Linked DNA regions of Gossypium hirsutum: region 2 is linked to region 1. A link is a contact called in public Hi-C data. All regions are on one chromosome and are shown on one strand. Each heading gives the region's core, a stretch centred on a gene start, on an enhancer-like site or on the middle of the called end of the contact. The rest is flanking DNA. Distances are from core to core; before and after follow the strand shown.

Region 1 (2,700 bases), core at 154-2,653:
CTCCTATATTAAAATCACATTGAATTTCAAATAATCAGAAAAAAAAGTATCAGAAAAAAAAAGAAAGAGAATTAAACAAAGAAAGAAGCGAACTAGTTTTAATAGTTATTGCAACAATGGTTTTGCATAATTACATTCGAAGACATGCTTCGTCAAATGATGAGGATTTTCGAGAATTTGAGAATATACCCGACATGTCAGTCTTTTCAAGCCAGTTTGACAGAGGTGAATCGAGTTCTTCTAATAGAGAAAGTGACCTTGAAATCACAATGTTAAGGGAAACCATTGTAACTAGTTTAATGAATCCATATTTGTAAAAATATTTTGTATCATAACCTAATTTCTAGTAATAATGAAACTTGTTATGTCTTATGTTACTATTTTTTTATTAAAATTTATCCGTTTAGATACTTTAAAATTTGATCTAAGTATAATGTTACTATTTGTAAAAATAATATTTAACATTGTTATAAAAAAATATTTAACTATAAAAAATTAAAAATAATTATCATTTTATCTAATAAATAATTTAAATTAATTATATAATTATATAATTCATTAAAATATTGAAAGATATATTTTAATATTTTATTAAATGAATTTATAAATTCACATATTTTAATAATTTTAACAAATTTAAATAATTTAAAAAACTTCTATTATATATCAATTCTAATATGATGTCCTTAATAGTCATTTTTATTCTCACCTCGCCGCTACAACTGCGTTTGAATCCAAACACACACACCACCACTGTTTTTAATGTCATCGCTACAGTATCCAATCTCACCGCTATAGTAACTAATCTCACCACCACCGTTGTTTTTAACCTCACCGGAGGCAAACACACCGCCCATCCAAACTAGCCCTAAGTTAGACTTTAATATAGATAGTAAAGTAAGGGTACGATACGCGTGTATGGCAGTTTATGTAAACCTCGGTAAGCCTTTGATCTCAAAAGTACTAATCAATGGAAATCTTCAAAGAGTTGAGTACGAAAGCCTACTGGTGATGTGCTTCTTTTGTGGACGTTATGGGTACAACAATGAGTCTTGTCCTCATACTTCACTCCCTTCTGGCTTATCAAAGGTAATGGACCCAATGACCGGAATTAATCAAAAAATACGGTGGCTGGAGAAGGGGATTTTGGCCCTTGGATGTTGGAAGAGAGAAGATCTAGATGCACTCTTCAGGAATATGACAAAATTGGAAAGTCCAGACTAGAAGAAAAAACTATGGGATCATGATTTCAATCTTTGGCTAGTCTAGAGGCTAAAATCACAGAAGAAAGTATTGAAAAGGAATCTACACCAATTTTAAAAAGGCATGGGAAAGGGATTTTGACTGAAAATTTTGAAAACCCTTCAACAAGACAATTTCATGTTGTTGTAGGTGAAAGCAAAGAATACACGAAACAGAGGGTGGGGGATATTAATTTTGGATAGGTTAGGAAGCCCAAATACAAAAATCAGTTAAAGCACCAAAAGAATTCTGGGTGCATTGCTGGACTGGACCATTCGGTTAACCTATTAGCAAAGCCTGTCACGGGAAAGGGCTACGACATTGGGCCATTTAGTGTTTCGAGTATCAAAGATTTAATTGGCATGAATTCATCAAACCCCACAGGAGGAGACTGCGTGTCTTTGGACAATGTTGCGAAGGCCCACCAGCCATCTATTTCAGGTGGCATGGATCCCACAGAAGAAGACTGTGTGTCTTTAGACAACGTTGTGAAGGCCTACCAACCATTTGTTTCAGGTAAACTCGTTCCCTTGTCTTCTTCTTCAATTGTTTTAGCTGATTTTTATACAGGTGGTGTGGACATGGCTCTCTCAAAATCAAATCAATTTAAAAAAGAGCATTCACTGCATTTCAACCCAATGAGGGTATTTTGGATGCCAATAATCATACCGCCGTAATCTTTAAGGACAACACCCAACATAATTTTTCTAGGAAGACGGTTGGGAGCAGTTCAACTACTTCTAGAAATCAATTGCCTTTAAGTAAATTTAAGGAGAGCGAAGTCAAAACTCTCAGTTCAAAAGGAGGGTGGAAAATAAATAAAATCTAAAGGGCTTGGGTAACCGATTCAAGGCTTCTGGTAGTTCTTGTGTTTCTTTCGCTAAATCGATGAAGACAACAGCGGAACTCATCTCATCAGATTTAAGCGGGCAATCTACTATGGATATGTCAATGAAAGAGGGGGAGAAGCCAGATATTGTTGCCTCTGGTCGATAGTAAGATAAGTTTTTTTTCTTTTCTTTTTAATATGGATTTATCTATTTTATCTTGGAATGTACAAGGGTGTACGAATGTAAAATTCCCGCAAGTACTTTGTGAGTACCGTAAACAATATCAATCGGACATAGTCAGTCTTCTTGAGCCAAAAGTTAGTAGGGTTAAAGCCAACGCTATCATTGCTAGTTTGAATTTGGCAAAATCTCATCGAGTGGAAGCGATTGGCTTTTCGAGTGGTATTTGGTTAGGATTGAGAGAATCTATCGATTTGAAAGTGATTAAAAATCATCCTCAATTCATCCTAGTTCACATTTGCTCCATTATCCAACCACATTTGATCTTTATTGCTTTTGTGTATGGAAGTCTCGATGGACAAAAAAAGAAATTTATTTGGAGGGATCTGAGTCTGTTTATCCCGCTTAGACATTCTACATGGTTAGCCATTGGAGATTTTAACGCCAT
Region 2 (2,700 bases), core at 121-2,620, 250 kb before region 1:
CTCTTCCCCAAAATGGCATCCTCAATCCCTTCCTTTTCTCCATATTACTTCTCAAAAGCCGCAAACTTTCTATAAAAATCCTCTACACTACCTTTAGGTATAAGATTGAGAGGAAACTTGTAAATACAATGAGCTCGTTCCGTTTCCTTACACCGTTCCTCAAATTCGGTGAATGCAACGAATAACTGCTCTGCATCTTCTTCATCCGCCAGCTTCTCCACCGCACGTTCATACACATTCCTAGCCCGTACAATCTCCCCATTCTTCATCTCGAATTTTTTTTAATTTCGTATGGTGGAATTTTTTTATATAAAACAAATAGTTAAAAGTTTTTAATTTACTCCAAACTTGACATGCATGATCTATATAAATGAAGTGTGAAATATGATCGTTGAATTATTAAAATATTAATTGTACAAAAAATATTAAAGTGTGTAAAACTACTCTAATTTTAGAATATTATAAGTGGATTTCTCCCTATATATATATTTAAAAACCACAATTTTTAATTTAAGTATAATTTTGATATAGAGGGAGAGAGTGTGTAATAAGTTTGAGAGGATGAATACTCTACTACCCAAATTCACATGAAATATAAACAACTTCCAGAAAATGGATTTCCTGATTCTTTTAAATTAGTAAATACTTCAAGAAAGCAACAACCATATACAAGGGATAGAGACTTACAAAAAGCCAAAGCTTGTTTGTCTCCTAGATGAAGTGCTCCCTTTCTTGATTCCTTTCTAACTTGCTTATATTAAACTTTGACAGTATTGTATAGACAAATCTTGCATGGTTATAAGAGATTTAAGCAAAGCCAAGAGCACCATACTGAAAATTAATTGTTCGAACTCGCATTGGACAATAGAGGCTTGTTTATATTTCAGCAAAAACATCGTTGCTTCTTTCTTGAAGTATTTACTAATTTTTTAAAGAAAAAAAGTAAAAGAGAAATGAGCTAAAAGGAAAATTATATTTATTTATACCGATTTAAACTTATAAACTACACTATTTTGATTTGCATACAGATAAGCATCCATATTACAGTTCAGATTCGACTAAATTGAACAAAGTTTTAATAAATTTCAGACCCTAAAAAGCGAAAGTAAAAAGGGAAAAAAAAGATAGATGAGTACTTGAAACGATCCTTCTTTGTTTTTTCAGTCGATATCAGAGTCATCAAAATTGTCTTCGAAGTTTTTGAAGAAATCAGCATCTGCGAGCTTGTTGTCGAAAGCGATGACGCCTTCGTCGAAGATCTCCAGTGTGTCAACATCGTCAACTTTCATGGCTGACCCTTGGTCGTTTGGGTCTGTCATGAATTCCATCGGCATCGGCCTCATTTTCCCCCCTTTTCTCTAGGCTTCTAGGGATTTCTTTCATTGGTTTAATTTTAATTATTTTTGTTGAAATATCATGCTAAGGTTATATAGAGGATGTTTACCCCGAAACGATGTCGCTTATAGGTCCTTTCAGAAACGCAGCATTTCAGTATTTAATTGGGAAGATATTTTTTCTTTTAGGATGACCTTTTTGTCACTCAAATTTGATCATTCATTTAATTTTATGTTTTTTAATTATTGAATTTATATTATTTATCAAATCATTTTAAATAAATATAAAAATTCATAATTATCATTTTACTAATGACATATACGTGAATTATTGTATAGATGTAATGTGAATCGACAAGAATCTAGAAGGCTTTTCCAAATAAAGTCTTTGACCTTCTGAGGGACCTTACAATTCCAAAGGCACGGCAACGGCCACTCCACAACATAAAGATGCACCATGGTAGCTAAGTTCACTGCTACTCGATAGTCGGTCTTGACACCATACTGGCCGTCCTTACTATACTGTCAAATAAGCCTGTACAATTGATGATGGATTTTGCAGTTTTTCAGCAAAAATGCCACTAAAAAATTAAATTCCTGTAGTGAAACAGCGCTGTTTTGAAAATTGTTAATACCTAGTTGCGGCGTTTTTGGTCCAAACGCCGCTATTGCTTCTTTTGCGGCATTTTTCTCATAAACGCCACTAATGATTGACTTTTTTTAAAATTTTATATTTAAATATTATATAATTCATGTCAATTTTAAATAAATAATTTTTGAAAATTTAAGTAATATTTAAAAGAATTAGATAAATTTTAAAATTTTTATATAATTTTTTATGTAGGAAAACAAAAACAAAATATGAAAAAAAAAGTTTTTAAAAAATATAATGATAATTTTAATATATTAAAATTCATATTATCTCTTTTAAAATTATATAATAAATTATTTAATATATAAATTAAAAAACTTAATCAGTCATATACCCAAAACACTTTAAAATTATTTTAAATAATAGTATTTTAATTTTTTTCATTTTTAACATATATTTTTCTATGTTTTTACTTTCAACTTTTTTTCTATGTATCATTAATTTTTTGTGAAGATTTTAAATATTAAATTAAAAATAAATTGTATTTTAATTAATATATAGAAACTAGTTAAATAATAAATAGAAGAGGATGAAAGAGTGTATGAGTTGTCGAAAAGAATACATGATGGCCACTTGGCTGATGGGTGAGAATACAGGGAGCAAAACGGCGCCGTTTTGTTTAAAATCAGACCCTAAACACTAAACCATAAACCCTAAGCCCTTATGTAACATCCCGAAATAGGGCCTAAATTGAACAATGGTTGCGAAATCACG

Evidence for each region. A called contact is a pair of places that touch in the nucleus more often than the background predicts.
Region 2: a contact with region 1 is called in a Hi-C map of leaf, with 2.0 times the contacts expected there. The contact joins the enhancer-like site here to the promoter of LOC107954667 in region 1. A contact is called at or near these places in 2 of 34 Hi-C or Micro-C datasets (both in leaf).

What each region holds. Positions count from the first base shown.
Region 1 is chrD07:36,391,240-36,393,939 of Gossypium_hirsutum_v2.1, reverse strand. LOC107954667 (GTP-binding protein SAR1) reads right to left here and starts at 1,403. Exons shown (of 6, transcript XM_041096591.1): 1 at 937-1,403. It overlaps LOC107954669 (a long non-coding RNA gene), which reads left to right and starts at 1,398. Exons shown (of 2, transcript XR_005915658.1): 1 at 1,398-1,758.
Region 2 is chrD07:36,638,576-36,641,275 of Gossypium_hirsutum_v2.1, reverse strand. It overlaps the pseudogene LOC107956167. Among protein-coding and RNA genes, the nearest start is that of LOC121219069, 16 kb to the right of the region's middle. Within about 2 kb of position 1,370, at least 7 of the 9 cell types and tissues checked have an H3K27ac peak or open chromatin away from gene starts, as enhancers often do. A contact at or near this core is called in leaf, where this site is marked.